6 separate regions of the Mus musculus genome follow, and regions 1, 2, 4, 5 and 6 are each linked to region 3. The links are chromatin contacts, called in public promoter capture Hi-C maps. All regions are on one chromosome and are shown on one strand. Each heading gives the region's core, a stretch centred on a gene start, on an enhancer-like site or on the middle of the called end of the contact. The rest is flanking DNA. Distances are from core to core; before and after follow the strand shown. Region 1 holds the start of Eif5 (eukaryotic translation initiation factor 5). Region 2 holds the start of Tnfaip2 (tumor necrosis factor, alpha-induced protein 2). Region 3 holds the start of Aspg (asparaginase). Region 4 holds the start of Siva1 (SIVA1, apoptosis-inducing factor). Region 5 holds the start of Adssl1 (adenylosuccinate synthetase like 1). Region 6 holds the start of Cep170b (centrosomal protein 170B).

Region 1 (2,700 bases), core at 66-2,565, 570 kb after region 3:
CAACAGCTCTGAAAGAGAAAAGGAGAAAACACACAACAACCCTACAGGTTTAGCATCACTCCTCCCCGGGACAACTTCCCGTCCCCGAGTCCCTCACACAACTAACACTCCGAGCTCTAACAGCCCGAGTCCTTGTGAGAAAACAGCTGACATCCCCATGTAACAAAGCACAACTCCAGGAACCCAGGAGGCCACCATTTTGACACGGGTTGTGACTGGCAGGGAAACTGCTCGAAACGAGGAGGACAACACGGAACACAAACCCTGCTCCCTCAGCCGCCGGGAGATTGTCACATCAAAGGCCACCGGCGAGTCATGGGTTGCCCCGGCCGAGCGACAGCGTTGTAACTGCCGAAAAGGGGATCCGGGCCCTTTCTCTCCCTCACTTCAGGCCCGGGGGCCACCAACTTCGCCGATGGCGCCTCCCCCGGCTGCCATCGTGGTAAAACGGGAAACGTCGAGCCGGACCTGCCAACCGCCGAGGGGCGGCTTCGGCGACTCCGGGGGCTTCAGGGCGGCAAGTCCAGGCTGGGAGCCATTGGCTCCGTCGGAGCACGAGGACCACGGCCGAAGCCGCGCCCGGGCTCCCTCCCCTCGCTCCCTCGGCGCACGGCCGACCTTCGCCCTCGTCCCCATGGCTACGCGACGGTCGCAGCCCGTCGCCCGGCCTCCCCCTTCCGGCGGCCGGCGGGGCAGAGGTGCGGCCTCCCTGAGTCACAAACGCGCCCCGGGCCTGACTCAGCCACGGCGCGCGCGCGGGCGCGCTCCCGCACGGCCCGGCCCCCCCCAAACTGCGCCACACGCGCGGCGGGTCACGCGGCCGCGCCGCCATCTTGCCGCCGCCATGGCCCGCCGCCCGCGACTCACCGTTTTCGTCAAATAAAGACATAAACCCAACGCGGCTCGCCCGGGACTGGGAGGAAGAGGCGCTGGAAACCGGGTCCGGAGCGGCGGGGCCGGCGGCGAGCGGAGGGGCGGCTGGGCAGGTGCCGCCGCCGAGCAGCGGGAGGGACTGTCCCAGCGACGTCCGCGTCCACACCAGCAGCGCCGAGCCTGGCGACCTGGCGGGGACAAGGCAGTGAGCGGCGGGCGGCGCCTGCCCCCGCCGGCGGCCCGCGGGGTGGAGGGGCGGGAGCGCAGGGCAGGGGCGCGGGCCACCGCCCCCCGCGGACTCACCTCTGGAATGTTCTCGCTCTGACTGAACAACGCCGCCGCCGCGCTCAAGCTACCCTCGGCCCCGGAGCCCGCCCCTTGTACCGGGCAGCCACCGCTTATTGGCCGCAGGCCCTCCCAACTTCTCTTGTCATTGGCTCGCATGCACGTCGATCTCACGCTTCTCCGCCCTCCACTTCCTGGGGCTCCACTCGTGGTCTCGGCCCGCCTCCTGCCTGTCCCAGCTTCCTTCCCTTCCCTTCCCCCCCCCAACTCCGTCCTTCCCAGAGGCCTTCGCGGTCTCGCGATAGCCCGGCTCGCTCTGAGTTTATGCGTTCAGGCACTATGGCGCCTGCCTAGTCCTCTCTCGGGGCGGGGCCGGGCCGGCTATGTCCACGGTGCTTCTCTGTGGGCCACGCGTGATCTAACTGCTCATCTGGACCGCGCCAGGAGGCTCCCGACACTGCGGCTCCCCTTGCCTCTTTCCCACCACCCTTCCTGCTGCCTGGCCCGTGCCTGTCATCCCATATGGTGCCTCTCCCTGAGCTCGGGGAGCCAAGCCGCCGCCGAGCCGAGACTCCGCGGTTGTGGCTCTGAGGTTTCCCACGATAGAAACCTTTTTTTGTGTAGCTTGGGTCCCCGCGCAACTTAGGGTGGTCTCGACCCCAGTCAGGTCCGGCTGTGCCTCGAGGTTTGGCCATCCCCCCGCCTCGGGGCTCAGTCGCCACGTAGGGCCACCCCGTCCAGCCCAGCCCGGTCTGTAAAGGCCAGGCTGGTTGGTGACTGTGACTCCCTGCAGGTGCACCCGAGGAGGCAACAGTGTTTTATTTACTAACAATTTATGTTCGGAAGAGGAGCCCGGACTTTTTCTTTCCTAGACACTCTTCCATTATTTAAAAGAAAAAAAAAACTTCTTTTTTTGGTAAAAGTTTCGACTGAGAGTTGAAATCATCCCAGAGTCCAACTAATAATATAGAAATACCTGTTCCACCTTCCCAGGGCTTCTGAGAGCAGCAGCCTGGCTTAGTCAGCAGCTGCCTGGTTTCCTGGATGGGGAGAAAGAGCAGTGTTGTGGAAGAAGGGCTGCCCTTTGTTCTACGCCAGTAGAATTTGTAACAAGGTTAAAATGGAAAGATCAATTTTATTTTGCCCAAATCCAAGGTTATTTCCCCATGACTTAAAAGCTCTGTAAAGCTAATTGACCATGTCCGTGAGGGAGACTAAAGACAAGATGCAGAACTGAAAGATTTGTGTCTCTTCTGTAGCTTTTATTTCACAGTCCATGGCTCTACAGTTTTTACGGCTCTGTGCTTATCCAGGTTCCCCCTCGTTAAAGTGGAAAGATCTCAGGCAGTGCCTCTGTGAGCCATGGATCATGACTTGGCAGTATTGGAAAAGATTGAGTTTTTGCTTGGCTGAACTCAAATGGCAATATTTTAGAAACTCTCAGAAAAGGGTGTGAAACCAGTCCGAGGTAAGAGGCTTGTCTCACAAAAGTATTTTTGGTAACACTATACAAAGTGGTCTTTTCTGTATGTTCGATGGCCT
Region 2 (2,700 bases), core at 66-2,565, 660 kb after region 3:
TGTGACCCATTACCAGGAGGTGGCTTCCCTGCCCCATCCTTCAAGGATAAAAACCCCAAGCTGTAGCTTCATTTCTTCAAAATGACCTGGCGTGATCCAGGAACAGCTCCCGGTAAGGCAAGTGGGAAGACCCACCATCACGAAGGAGAACCCCGGAAACTGCGGAGGGGAGGTGCTTGCCCAAACACAACACACTTTAAGGGCCCTTTCCCACACCATCTCCGCCTCCACCAGCTCAACTGCCCAGGTTCGGGATAGATTCCTGAGGGGCTTATCTCATAACTGGGGCATGGGTAAAGCACCCTGATTGGACAGAAAGCCTGGGCTCCTCTACCCCAGCTCTTATCATCCTCACCAGGTGCCCTGAGCAGAGAGAGCCCTCTCTCTCGTTAACCTCATGAGGCCTGAGATAGGGCCAGGCAGTTTTTAAAGCCTGTGCCAACCTATCCCACTCGCATGGCAAACACCCATAAGGGCTGGCCTGGCTGATGGAGCTGCTGACCTGAATGTCTGGCCCCAGTTGCCCTTCAGTGTCAGAGGCTATTGGTATAAAAGGGAGGAGCATCTGCGGGCTCAGCTACACTTCTCACCAGGATTAGGGCTAAACAACATTCTTCCTCAGTATGTCTCGGTTTTCCCGTTTGTAAAATGAGAACGAGCCCTCCCCTCACTCCTTTCTCAGTGCTGCTCAGAGGATGTGGCAAAATCAGAAGCCTGGCACTGGGTGGGCCTTAGAAAGCAAGTTCCCCTGTATCCCTGACTGCAGAGGGGAAAGGCAGCAGGAGTAATGAGATGCTGTTTAAAGCATCACCAAGCCGGGCCCGCAGAGGCACGAAGGGGTCTCAGAGACACATGGGAGGGCTGCATCTGGTGGCTGGATGGTGTCACCTCCCTCAATTCTAGACACCACAGAGAACCTCACTGATCTTGCAACTAACTTACTGACTCTTGCCCCACAAGAGATCATCCGGACAGGGAGTCCCGCGGGTGCTGGGACCTTCCTTTTGTAAACCCGAGACTCCCTCACTTTTGTCCCAGTCCCTACAACACTTAAGAAACTTTCGCTGCGCGCGGGGATTCCGGACCCTGGTGTGAGGGGCTCAGAGTAACGCCTGTAAGTCCCTAGCAGTGCGTATGCTGGAGGTCAAGGGACCTCGAAATATCCCGCCCGCGTCCCCTTGGCCACTCAGGGCCATTCCCCCGGCGAATCCTGTCCGACACTCTGTGTCAGGACTGGAAGGGAAGCTACGTAGAGCGGCAGGGACAGAGGCACAGCGGCAGAGGTCACTTACTGTGTCCAGGACAGGACGCCTTAGTCCCGACCCTGGAGGGGCCCTCCTAAAATAGTCGCAGGCTCCGCCCAGACTCTGCCTGCTCCACCAACCGCAACCGCGGAAAATCCGCTGGCGGACGCCTCGGCCCGGCGAGTCCAGTGTTGGGGGCGGGGCCGGGCCGGTAGAGAGAGGGGCGGGGTCACTTTGCTGTTCCCAATAGCCTGGAAAGAGTGGTCTTGATGTGCGTGCACAGGGAGCCACGAGTTCCGCTTAGCGGAGAGCTGTTGTCGCACCACGGTCTCTGATTGGCTACCTAGCAGGGGCGCACGCACAAAGCCTCTGTCCCGCGTCACACAGTCAGCACCTACTTAGGTCTGGGGAGTGCCCTCTTCCATCTCAACGCCTCTGCCAAGTGTTGTTACCGCTCTGAGCACCCCTGTGTCCTTGAAAGTCTGGAAGGAAAGCTTCCCGGAGGAGGTGTCCTAAGGCAGCTGGGCACACGACTGGTAGTGGGACCTCTCAAAACCTCTCATCACCAAGCCTTGAGTGATGGGGCCCATCTTCATCATTATCCTGAGGTTACACAGAAATGACAGACAGCCCTCACCTGAGCCTCCTTCTCCAGGGCTCCCAGTGACAAGATTTTCCAGGATGGGGCTGGGGGTGATCCTCAGCACTCCCTTCTGCGGGCCTTTTCTCGGGGGTCTTTTCTCGGGGGTCTTCCCACCTTGGGGAAGGTGGGGTTGTAGGCTAGTGTAGAAAGGGGAATTTCTGCCCTCTGGAAGATGGGCTCACTCAGGAATTTCCCTGCTAGACACCAGCTTCTTTTTTGCCTCTACTTGGAGCTCGGCTCCTCCCCATCTTTTGTTTGGGCCCTCTCTTCTTTCCCTGCCTGTCTAAGCACAGAGCTTTGAGGAAAGAGGGAAGGGCAGCTGAGTGGGTGGGTTATGTTAAGGGGTTGTCCCTGGAAACCCAGAACTTCCTCTTCCTCCTGGGGAGCAGTGGCCAAGTGCCAGGTTTAAGAAGACTCTCCTCCATCCTATACCATGGTAGGTTGTAGGAGGCAAGAACAGAAGGCTGCCGGGCGGGAGTGGTGCACACATTCAATCTCAGCACTTGGGAGGCAGAGCAGACAGATCTCTGAGTTTGAGGCCATCCTGGTCTACAGAGCAAGTTCCAGGTAGCCAGGGCTACGCAATGAGAGCCTGTCTCAAAACTCAAACCGCACGCTTCCTCTTCTCCCTGAGGTCCTAATGGGTGATATTTCTATTGAGCCTCCAGGGTCCAAGCTGGGTGTTGCCTCTGCTCCACAAGGGAAGACAAAGACCCTAGGACTGTACCCACAATCCCATCCAAATATAGAAAGAGGATGAGAACCCAGGCCTTCTACTTCCAGCCTTCTACCTCCTAGCGGCCTCTCGACACA
Region 3 (2,700 bases), core at 53-2,552:
CTTCCACTGTAGCACACACGGGGACATCCAAGGGGCACGAGGCACAGTGTCACCACAGGTGGGACTGTGCGCAGAGTCCACTGGTCCCTTAGCTTGGGCCACACCAATTAGGTTCAACAGGACTGAAGTCGCCCAAGTGTCAAGCCGAGAGGGGAAGAGTCCAGGTGGGACAAGGTCCCGGTGCATAGGGCCAGTCCCTGTTCTAGGCAGTTCTGAAGCCTCCTCTCTAAGCTGTGTGCTGGGTTCCTCTCTCCTTTCCTCACACTGCACGTCCTGGTCTGGCCACACTTCTTCCTCAGCCCAGCAGCCACTCCTTCCAGGAGCCTGTGTTCTCAAAGGAGCCCTCAGAGAGTGGCCCCACTACAACCCAACAGCACACACGGTGCCCACTGCAGTAACTGACCCGCTAGCGTTCAGCTTCTTAATGGGTGCTGTTGCTTTGTCATCAGTCCAGTGAAGGCTAAGCAAATTGGCCACGACCTCACCTGCTAGTGGGGTGTCCCCGGGGGGCATTCCCCAGGTTGTCTCGACCAGAGGCAGCAGAATGTGTCAGAGGACAGACTTCCAAGCCCCTGACCCTGGTGCCCAAGCTCCTTGAGCAACCAGCTTGGCCCTCAGTTTAGGAAAACTAAAGGTTCTCTGCAGGGAGAGAGCAGGCAAGCAGCTCTGCCTGAGGCAGTGTTAGTCCCTCAGAGGAAGCTAGCTCACCCTAAGGGCTTTCATAGGCTAGAAGGTGTGGAATGTTCCAGCATCCTTCCCAGCGCCCCAGGCACAGAACAGAGCAGCCTTCCATGGTCCCTCCTCCCCCCATGAGTCTCATGGCTTCAGGGATAGATAACTTCAGGTCAGGAACATTTACTCTGCCCCTCACCCTTTCTAGGGCCGGGGCTCCAGCCACCAGAGCTCCCAGAGGAGAAAGGGTCCTTTCTCCCCTTTCAAGAGACAGCCCCAGAGTTCCCAGTGGCCCAGCCCTGAGGTTGTTCTGCTTAGGGCGTGGGGACACAGACTTACCTCCGCCTTCGCTCCGCATGCCGATGGTGCCGCCAGTGTAAATGGCCAGCAGCCGCCGCTCTGGTCCCATAGCACGCGCCATGGCTGAGACAGCTGGCTCCTCAGTGGGGACAGAGCCAAAGGGAAAACAAGACCGGGAAGCGGAGGGGACTGCAGGGTGGGGCTTACTGGAGGTCTGGGGCTCCTCTGGTTGGTGGGAATTGAAGATCCAAGGTAGGCTGGACCTCGGGGTGTGGAGGAGGAGTCACCTTCAAAGTAGAGAGCGGGACACTTGGACTCTTGTAAAGGGCAGGAAGAATGTCTGCTAGGGATGGGCTGAGACCATAGGAGGGTGGGGCCTCAAAAAGGGGCGGGTTTTCTGGGTTTGCCTTACCTAACTCAGGCCAGGGACCTCCAGAATGCCCAGTCAGGGCCACTCTCCAGTCCCAGTCTAGACACTCTCCACAAACTCCTTGAGTCTCTGAGGGTCCGGTCTCACTTGTGATCTAGAGGCACCAGGAGGGCAGGGAAATGCAGGAGCAGGGTCTTAAGAGCTAGGAGATCCTGATGCAGAGATAGCACACCTACTGTGTTCCTGAACTTGGAGCAGACCCAGCCCTTCAGAGGGAACTGAGCACCATCTCCAGAAATGTCCCCTCCCCAGAAATGTCCCCTCCAGACTACTTTAGGCAAAGGTGGGGCTGTCTCAAAAGGGATGGTGGGCAGCGATCCCCTGCCCTGATTACTTGCTGGGAGCTCAGGCCCAGAGGTTGAGAGTTAAAGATCTCAGTGGCACAGGTTCAGAGCCTAATTGAACCTCGTGGGGTGGGGGTGGGGGTGGGGACATGATGTTTTGCTATGTCTTTAGTCTCTCTGTTTTTTGAACACCCAAATCCAACCTATAATAGCACCCCTGGAGACCCTACTTATCCCCTTGTGCATCTCCTTCAATACTGATCTGTCACCCAGGACAGACCCCACCCTGTTAACACAATTTGACTTACAAACCCAGAATACCAAGTCTGACTAGGAGCAGGCCATCTCTGCTGATATCCCAGCTCAGAAGCTAAAGCCACGAAGGAACCAGGAGGAGTCAGCGGTCAAGTTCTTGTTCAGGGAACTCAGCTCTTGTTCTTCTTGAGTTTGCCCTCCAGAGACAGGATGGCAAGGGGTTAAATGCTATGGTGGGGACAGTAGCGGCTGTAAACAGGGCACAAAGAAGGTGATAGTGCTTCCACAGGTGACCAAGGTCTCCGTGTAGAGCTGCCATGGTGACAGAGTCAGGGCAGAATGGGACAAACATGTCAGGCAGTATGAGCAGGTACCCAGGTCTAAGGCTAGAACAACACTGGCTGGTATTTGCCAACTTGACACAAGCTAGTCATTTGGGAAGAGGGAACCTCAACTGAGAAAAGGCTTCCATACAACTGGTGTGGGAGGGGCCACCCACCGTGGGTAGTACCACTCTTAGGCAGGAGGTCCTGGGGGTACATAAGAAAGCAGGTTGAGAAAGCCATGAGGAGCAAGCCTGTAAGCAGCACTCCTCCATAGCTTCTGCGTCAGTTCCTGCCTCCAGGATCCTGCCTTGTGGCAGTCTAAGTTGTGGAAGCATAAGCCAAATTAACCCTTTCCTCCCTAGTTACCTTAGGGCATGGTGTTTCTCACAGCAATAGAAGCTCTAACTTAAAACACAAGAGCACTCACGGGGTG
Region 4 (2,700 bases), core at 194-2,693, 540 kb before region 3:
ACAAAAACTCAAAGAGAGTGGCTATTCCCAGCTCAGTTGCCTCCTACTTTAAGACAGAATTACTTAAGTTCAAGGCCAGGCTAAGATACACGGTGAAAGCCTGTCTGAAAAACAAGAAATGGGAAGAGTTCCTGGAGGGGTACTCTTAACACAGGTGGGGCTCAAACCCACATTCCATTATGAGAGCAATTTTCTCCTTAAGGCCTCCTGGTCCAGCAGAGTCCAGAGTGTGGGCTGGGGTTTTGGTAAACTGTGTGTACTATAAAACTCGCTAGAGCCCTGCACCCCTTCCTGACTGGCTGGCTCTGAGTGGCCTGGCAAATGCTCCAACACACAAGTCCTCAGAAGGGTAGAGCCAGGCTGTTAGGTTCCAATTAACACTTAGGCCTTCTTTTCAACTGCATGCTTACATTTAAAAAAAATTAATTTACTTGGCTATTTAGTTACTATGAGTGTGGTCGGAAGACAACTTTCAGGAATTCTCTCCTACTGTATGTTCTTGGGACCTGACTCATGTCCAGGCTTGCATAGACTGCACTTTAACCAGCTGAGGCATTTTCTGGGCCGTGTTTGCATTGTTATTGCTGTTTTAAGACATCTCACCATAAAGCCCATGCCTTTCCCTTCTGAGTGCTGGCGTCAAAAAACAAGCCACGACGCCAGGCCATGTCTAGACTGGGGGGCGTGGGGGGAGGCACACTCTTTGCAGCTCAGTCCTGTCCCTTCACGCATCGCCCCTGCGTCTCAGCACTTGAGTTTGCATTCCCAGAGTACAGAGAGGGAAAGGACAAATACTGGGGCTGCGTAGGGAGTTTGTTTTCCCGCACATTCCAAAGGCGCAGCGGCACCGCTCAAAGTTATACGGCCGCAAACTGCGCCAAGCTACGGTACACTGCGTTACACCTGCCCCAGAAAGCCATCACTGCAAGGCAATGCTCAGCAACATCCATCCGCTACAAAGGCCACTTGCGAGGGCTCAGGGCAGTCTACGCCATCACGCCCACTCGAACCCAGTCCCCGCGTCGGTCCCGCGCTAGGCTAGTCCGCTCGGCAGCACTCGGGTCCGACTCGGATTTCTCCGGGAGCCGCCTGAAGCAGCATCCACCGTGAGCGCTCGGGACGCTCCCGCGGTCTCCCGCTGCCCTGCGCGGCGTAGCGCGCTCTACCCACGGAAGTCCACACTCACCGAAGACCTCGCGTGAGTAGCGCTCGGCGAACACACCGTGGCTCAGCTCTTTCAGGCCCACGTGGACTTTGAGTTGGAGCGGGGCTGCGTCTGCGAACGGGCAGCTCCGCTTGGGCATGGTAGCGGGTACCAGACACAGCCTTCAGCAGCGCGCAGCGCGCCGCGCGCCGAGCACACGTCACGGCGCCCTCGGACCGCGGCGGAGGCCCGAGCCGACGAGGGCGCGGCGCCCAATAGGCCGGAGAAAGGCTGGGGGCTCGCCTCAAACGGGCCCCGCTGCGCGGGATAGGCCGGAGTGACGTCGGGGGCGGGACTTACGCAGTTAACGGCGAGGGATAGGCTGAGGGAGGCAGTGGCTGGAATGCAGGGCGCGGGAAAAGGCCAAGGGCGCTGGCGCGGCGAGGTGAGGTCTGCGCAAGGCGTGGCACGGGATAGGCCGAGGGGGGGGGGGGTTGTGTTGGGGCGGGGCTAGTTTATGTCACAGCTCAGGATAGGCCGGGAACTAAGAGGCGGGGCTCTGGGGTGGGGCGCGGGATTAGCGGGATGCTACGTTGGGGGCGGGACTCGTGTGCTAAGGGGCTCTGCATAAACCAGCACGAGATCGAGGGCGGGGCTCAGCGCGCGAAAAGCCTGAAGGCTCTGTTGTCGCTAAGCAACGGTGATAGGTGATAGGTGAGATATCAGTATCAAACAGTAGGGTGGCGGGTTTTGTCCCAGCTCCTGATCTTAGTGGATACGGGCACCCATCTTCCCCTACGAGTTCCTCTTGTGTTCCCTTAGGTCTGATCTTGGGCAGGGAGCCTGAGGGTTTATGGCGTCACCTGCGGGTCCGCTGGTCAGGATTTAAAAATATTGTGGTGTCTTCTAACATGTTGAACAGGCAAAACAGTGATGCTGAGGGGTTTCTCAGTCCTTCTATTTCTACACAATCGGAACGTCAGTTATTCGGGTGCATTAAGTTTTGTGCTCATCTTGGAGTACAGGAGACCCGGAGTGTACACACAGCACCCGTTAATTCTCCAGACTTTGTAGAATGGAAGTCTCTGATCAAAGTGTCAGGTTCTCTGCAGGCTTCTGTCTTCCAGAATCTACAAATAAAAACTTTTGTGTCCTTACTGGATGTGTGTGTGTGTCCTCATCTCATAATAACACCCAGTACTTTGAATTAAGTTCTGCCCTAAGGACCCTGTTTTAACTCTTTAAGACTATATCCACCAGCCCTGTGTGTTGGCTCACACCTTTAATCCCAGCTCTCAGAAAGCAGAGGCAGGCTGATCTCTGTGAGTTGGAGGCCAGCCTGGGCTAGGTAGAGAGACCCAGTCTCAAAATACCGAACAAAAAACTGTATCCAGATACAATCACACTCTGACTCTTGGGAGTTAGGCCTTCGACATAAAGAAGGAGCACAATTCTAAATAGGACAATAGGGTCCAGTGACTACTGACTGCTGTGCTTCCCCACCCCCACCCCCACCCCCAAATGGTGGTTTCCCCGGTTGTAGAACTGTGCAGAAT
Region 5 (2,700 bases), core at 100-2,599, 510 kb before region 3:
GCAAGGTGTAGGGCTTAGGAGGCCCAAGGTCTGTCCTTAGGACCTAGAGACTTCAAGGGAGAGGGGTGAACAGGGTGAGAGAGCAGGGTAGCTCCTCATTCTTAAGAGAGTTTCCAGAAATCCTCATCCCCAGCTGGGCAAATGTGGCCCAGGGAACCAAGCTATGCCTCCGGAGGCCTCCTAGGAGTCCTCGGGAACTCAGCAAGAAAGCCACAGAACCAGGGAGACAGAACTCCAGCAGGTGTTCCCACCTTCATTTGGGTCAGCAGCCATAAGTGTGGCTCCAAACCCAGTATCACAGAGTATCTTCCCTCAAACCGAGCCCTCTGTGCTGAGGATGGCACCGCAGAGGCAGTGTGGCTGTTAGCTGCAGCTCAACACCACAGAGACTTAAGGAGAGCAGGCAGCTAGCCCTAGGAGAGTACCCACCCGCTGTCCAGAGTCAGTCAGAACAAATGTGGGTGCTCAGAGCACTTTGCAGCTGGCCAAGGGCACAAAGACTGTCTCTGGCCTTCTCTGAGCACTACCAGCCACCGGGTCACACCCTGCCCGGGAAATCTGTGACTCCTCCTTTCTCCATGTCAGCCAGACCCCTTTGAACTCTGCTTTAGGCTCCTGACCCTGCGTTCCTCTAGGTTAGAAACCTATCTTCATCCTGTCTCTGCCTGGCTGACTCGCCGAGGACACCCCCCTTCTCAGAAAGCAGCTCTCACCCTTTGCTGCATCTTAGGGTACCTCGACCCACCCCGTTGGGGCTTTCCCCACTGGAGGGCCCACCATCACCGCCCTGGAACGCCCTACCCCTGAGGATCCCATGTCCTCAACTCAGCGACTTATATTTTTAGCTCGGGCTCCTGCCATTGCCCTGGGGAGGAGGTGGGTGGGTGGTGGGAGGCCAAGAGCTTTGTGTGAGAGGGTGTGTGTGGGAAGGAGGACTTAGGCAGTGGGGAAGGTACTCCTGGGAGGGAGGAATCCAAAAGGCTGTGACCCACTCAGGGCACAGGAGGAAGGGGTTCGTCCGGATCCCGGGGAAGGGGAGAGGCTCGCTGGGCAGGTTAGGGAGGGACTCGGCGCCTGGCCCGCACCTGGCAGCGACTGACGATGTCGGCGTCCGTGGCCAGCAGGTCCACCACCTTGCCTTTGCCCTCGTCCCCCCACTGCGCGCCCAGCACCACGGTCACGCGGGAGCCTGTCGCCGCCGCCTCCTGCTGCAGCCGCCCCCTCTTGACTCCGCCTGTGCCGGGGGGCCGGTCGTTGGAGGCTCGGGTCCCGGACATGCTGGCTTAGCTCCTCTGCTGCTCTGGGCCAAGCGAGAGCCCGCCGCCGCCAGAGCTCTCGCTCCATTAAATGCGGACGCCTAGAGAGGGGGGCGGGCCGGGGGCGGGTCCTGCGCACGCGGTGACGCACCTCGGTGACCTGCGGCCACAGCTCCCTGTCCCTGCCGCTGTCGCTGCAGATGGCGCGCACTTAGGGTGCTAGACGCCCCGACACGACTTGGGCAAGCAGATGACTCAGAACACCCTAGGACGTGAGAGGTGCCAGTGCTGCACGACCCGGACTCTACCCCTGCCCACTGGCCTGCTAGGACTAGGGTTTGGGGTTGCACAAACAGCGGAGGAGGCTGCTTTTTCCGGGGCAAGAGAGCGGTTAACAAAAGCAGAACCACAGATGTTTCTTTGCCGTTAATCTGGAGGATCTGCCTGCGGGATCACCTGTTTTCCCGTCTTGAACCTCGAGTCCAGGACCAGGAACGGTTCTCCTGAGAGCCGCCCAGAAAGTCACCTTAACTAAGACGATCTCTCTCCACCAGGCCACATAGTCACCCCTGCTGGCCCAGGATATGCAGCTCTTGGGTGGCTGTAGCTAGCTACTAGCCCAGCGCCAAGTGTAAGATGAAGTACCCACATCCGCTCGGGGTCAGAGCAACTTGAGGGACACAGGAGCAGAGGAGGATTCAACTTTCCAAGAGACCTCGGGGTCGATGGTTTCTGCCACTCAGTCCAGACTGGAAACAGGGACAAGGGAAAGTCCTGAGGCTGGGAGGCCTGTGTGGCATGCTCCCCCCAGCCCCCCACTGGTGCGTGTCCTTCCAGGGTGTGCTAACTGACCCCTGGGACAGGTTCACAGAGCAGTCAGGCTCCTAGTTGTCCTGGGGGCAGTTCGCAGGACTGTCACAAGACCAGTGAGACTAGACACACCCTCTGGGGGACTGACACCCCCCCTCCCCCAGCTTGGGGAAGAGAGGCTATTCCCAGTCAGCCTCAGCCACACTGCTGCTACCCTCCCTGGCTGTGCAGGTCATGGTGGTCTGTGTCTTCTGTTTCACATAGGGACATAGACACTCTCTTCAGTTGCTATGGCTGAAGCAGTCAGGGCCTCGGATCTGGACACTACTTCTTAGAAGAGCCTTACAGTCTTTGTGTGCAGATTACAATATCCTTCTCTACCTCACTCAGTGCCACAGTGGGGAGGGGGCAAGCGAGTAGACGTGGCATCTAGAGTTAGTGGTTCAGGCCAAGATCTCCTGAGCAGTGGCTGGGACAGGCAGAAATCCCTGATAAGGTCTTTCAGGAAGGTGTGCTCAGAAGGCAAAGCAGGCAGAGAAGGCTGATGCAGGAACGGAGACAAGGGGTAAACAGGAGAATATGGGGGGGGTTGTCACAGGAGGAAGGGTAGGGGGCACAGCAGCTTCTGAGGACT
Region 6 (2,700 bases), core at 86-2,585, 620 kb before region 3:
GAAAACAGCTCCAGGTGGTCAGGAACATACCCATACCCTGCTCTGAGGTCCCCTTTCCTTAGGGCCCAGCTTGAGAGGCAAGGGCTAAAGGGGCAAGATTTCAATGCCCTTGCAGCCTCTAGGACCTCACTGGGTATCCATAGCCCCAACTCTCAGAAAGACCCAATCCTACTGGCAAAGGTGTCAGGGCTGTGGAGGGAGCCCCCCCCCCCCCCAGGCCCCAGACCCAGGGCGTCACTGAGCCTCCCAGCCCCACCCAGCCTGGATGTCTCCTACTCTGACATCACCTGCCTGCCATCATCTCACTGTGGACAGCAGGCACGGGGACACCCTTAGAGGAGAGGGAGGCCAACCCCCAGAGCCTGGTCATGGGGTGACCACTGCCACCGCCAGTCCAACTTGGAAAGGCTTCTGAGCCAGGGCTTGCTGTAGGAGGTTTGGGGCTAGGCTTAGCCCGGCCATCGTTGCTAGGAGGGAGAATAATAAACACCCCAAACTTGTCCCCTCAGCCGCGCCAAGCAGAAGAGCCACCACCCGAAGGTGAAGGAGGAGGTGGCGATGCAGATGCTGAGAGACAGTGGGAGGCAGGGAGCAGCCCCGTGGCTGAAAGGAGCAGACAGGAGGAGGTCCCCTCCTGGCCGCGGACAGCCCAGAGGCAGAGAAAGCAGGGAGACGGTGGCGGCTAAAGGGAAAGGAGAGAAGAGAAGGAAGACGGAGGGAGGGACCGCAGAAGGAGGGGGGACCGGGCACCCGGGAGGAGGCCGGGAGGCGGGCAGGCGCGCCAGGCCCAGAGGGGGAGGGAGCGGCGTTGTATCCTGAATCAGCGCTGGCCCTGCCCGGGCGGGGACCGGGCGCCCAGGTCTACCAGCTCGGCAGGCCGCGTAGACATGCGCGGGGCCAGGCCTTGTCGCCGGTGCCAGGAGGCCCCTCCCGGGCGCGCGCAGACATGGGCAGCATCGGCAAGCGCTGGCCGGGCCAGGTGTGCCGGGCCCTCGCCCAGCCCCTTCCTCACCGCCGCTTTTGTCCAGCCCCGCCCGCCCCGGTGTGGCCTGGAGGCACGCAGGTGCCCTGCTGGAGGCCCTGCCGCCGTGGGCGCAGGGCTGGCGCGGCCCCTCCTGCGTCCTACCTGTGCTCCCGCCAGGCCCGCGGCTCGCCCGCCCGGACGCTGCCCGGCCCAGCCCGGCCCTCTGCCCGCCCGGCCGAGCGCTGGGCGGGGCCGCCGCCTAGGACATGCCCGGCGCGGCCCGCACGCTGGCGGCAGCCCCGGCCGAGCCCACGGGCAGAGCGCCGGACCGCGGCCTCGCGCGGCGGGTCCCCTGACGTCTGCCGCGACACGCTCCGCCCCGGCGCGCCCCGCCCCCGTGATGCCCCGCCCCGCGACGCCCCGCCCCCCGGAAACCAGGTTAGGGCGGGCCAGCCTCAGCAGGTGAGCTGGACTCCGCAGCGCCGCCCCAGAGGTTACGCGCGGCCCCTCCCGTTCCGTCCACCCGTCCCGGCGCACCGGATCGGGCAACCAGGAACGGGCGATCACCTTTGTCCCCGGCCCAGCCTGGGGCGGCGCATCTCCGCCACCCTGTGCATTCAGACCCCCTTCTCTCTGGCGCTGGCTATCCCAGGGTTGCGAGAAAGGGCGTACGGCTGCCCAGCGTCCTGTCCCAGAGCCGAATAGTTAACATTTAACCACATTCCAGAAGCCCGAGCTCCAGCCGCTCTCCCAGCCCCAACCTTTGGCCTTTCAGCCCAGTGGAGGGGTGCAGGGCGAAGGAAGTAGGATGGATCCCAGAGGCCTGTGCGTCCAGCTGGGTCTCTTCCTCCTGCGCCCTCGACGTTGCAGGATAGGCCACGGGCTCGGGACAGGATGGTGGGCAAAGACACCAACGTACCTGGATGTCACAGTGGGCTGGACGGGGAGGGGCGGGGAACTCCGGAGGCTCTCCCAGTTCCTGAGGTAAGTTCTCACCGGCCGCTGGCTGGTGCCTGGTGCAACAATGGAGGTATCAGGTGTCCCTCTAGTGCCAAGGGGGAAAGGATTAGCGTGGGGCGGAGCGGCTTTGCAGAGTGGTGGAGAAAGTACTGTTCAGAGTGCATTCCTGCATTCCCGTTGAAGGGTACTAGTGAGGGCCTTGGCGGAAGTGGAATGCAGAGCAGAACTCCAGGCCTAGGAATGTGCGCTTTATCCTGCTGGTACAGGAGCTTCGTGAACCCAATCCACCCCGCCCAGGCTCCAAAGCCAGCGGGCACAGTTGCCCATCCCTGCCCTGTAGAAGGAGGTGGAAGGGGTTCTACACAACTCGAGAGTAGAGGCAAGCCCGCCAAGAGGAGACAGATAGGAAAAACTGCATGAGAATGTGCTAGGTTGTTGGGCCTGGCTGTGCGAGCTTATAGTACAGGCCCAAATGGGGGAGCCTGGCTTGCGGTATGGACAGAGGAGGAACCTGTAGCCTCGTGACCAATTTTGGATGTCATCCCAAGGACAGTGGGGCTCAGGAAGTTTGTGCCAGCTGAGACCTGATGAGATGAAGGCCTTGGAGAGAGCTCTAGATGTCTTTGTGGGCAAACGGGAGTACTTTGAGGGGGAGGCCAGGACTCCAGGGAGAGGCCAGGAACTGGAAGAGATGGAGGCAGAGGAGACTTGTCAGGTACTGGAAAGAGGAGGGCTGGGTACGTTCCTGTCTTCCTAGCCCATTTGTCCTTGCCAGG

What was found. Promoter capture Hi-C pulls out the DNA fragments that hold promoters and counts their contacts.
Region 1: a promoter capture Hi-C map of liver shows a contact between it and region 3, with 3 times the contacts expected there. The contact joins the promoter of Eif5 here to the promoter of Aspg in region 3. A contact is called at or near these places in 2 of 39 promoter capture datasets (liver and pre-B cells).
Region 2: a contact with region 3 is called in a promoter capture Hi-C map of liver, with 5 times the contacts expected there. The contact joins the promoter of Tnfaip2 here to the promoter of Aspg in region 3. A contact is called at or near these places in 2 of 39 promoter capture datasets (liver and pre-B cells) and 1 of 484 Hi-C or Micro-C datasets (liver).
Region 4: a contact with region 3 is called in a promoter capture Hi-C map of liver, with 4 times the contacts expected there. The contact joins the promoter of Siva1 here to the promoter of Aspg in region 3. A contact is called at or near these places in 8 of 39 promoter capture datasets (the 3T3-L1 cell line, cranial neural crest, embryonic stem cells and 4 more), 1 of 115 datasets of contacts at active chromatin or transcription factors (embryonic basal ganglia) and 2 of 9 other capture datasets (embryonic stem cells and pancreatic islet).
Region 5: a contact with region 3 is called in a promoter capture Hi-C map of liver. The contact joins the promoter of Adssl1 here to the promoter of Aspg in region 3. A contact is called at or near these places in 15 of 39 promoter capture datasets (the 3T3-L1 cell line, 3T3-L1-derived adipocytes, the C10 cell line and 9 more), 4 of 484 Hi-C or Micro-C datasets (the G1E-ER4 cell line and cerebral cortex), 8 of 115 datasets of contacts at active chromatin or transcription factors (cardiomyocytes, embryonic basal ganglia, embryonic forebrain and 4 more) and 2 of 9 other capture datasets (embryonic stem cells and pancreatic islet).
Region 6: a promoter capture Hi-C map of pre-B cells shows a contact between it and region 3, with 5 times the contacts expected there. The contact joins the promoter of Cep170b here to the promoter of Aspg in region 3. A contact is called at or near these places in 5 of 39 promoter capture datasets (hippocampal neurons, liver, pre-B cells and 1 more) and 1 of 115 datasets of contacts at active chromatin or transcription factors (epiblast stem cells).

Annotation. Positions count from the first base shown.
Region 1 is chr12:111,536,716-111,539,415 of GRCm38.p6, reverse strand. Eif5 (eukaryotic translation initiation factor 5) reads right to left here and starts at 1,315. Exons shown (of 12, transcript NM_173363.5): 1 at 1,177-1,315; 2 at 868-1,061; 3 at 1-8.
Region 2 is chr12:111,441,276-111,443,975 of GRCm38.p6, reverse strand. Tnfaip2 (tumor necrosis factor, alpha-induced protein 2) reads right to left here and starts at 1,315. Exons shown (of 12, transcript NM_009396.2): 1 at 1,293-1,315.
Region 3 is chr12:112,105,285-112,107,984 of GRCm38.p6, reverse strand. Aspg (asparaginase) reads right to left here and starts at 1,302. Exons shown (of 15, transcript NM_001081169.1): 1 at 1,012-1,302. The coding sequence starts at 1,093.
Region 4 is chr12:112,643,571-112,646,270 of GRCm38.p6, reverse strand. It overlaps Siva1 (SIVA1, apoptosis-inducing factor), which reads right to left and starts at 1,443. Exons shown (of 4, transcript NM_013929.2): 1 at 1,187-1,443. The coding sequence starts at 1,304. Gm30101 (a long non-coding RNA gene) reads left to right here and starts at 1,504. Exons shown (of 3, transcript XR_381987.3): 1 at 1,504-1,589.
Region 5 is chr12:112,618,696-112,621,395 of GRCm38.p6, reverse strand. Adssl1 (adenylosuccinate synthetase like 1) reads right to left here and starts at 1,349. Exons shown (of 13, transcript NM_007421.2): 1 at 1,086-1,349. The coding sequence starts at 1,277.
Region 6 is chr12:112,720,809-112,723,508 of GRCm38.p6, reverse strand. It overlaps Cep170b (centrosomal protein 170B), which reads right to left and starts at 1,335. Exons shown (of 19, transcript NM_001024602.3): 1 at 1,127-1,335. It overlaps Gm46382 (proline-rich extensin-like protein EPR1), which reads left to right and starts at 1,343. Exons shown (of 2, transcript XM_017315329.2): 1 at 1,343-1,948.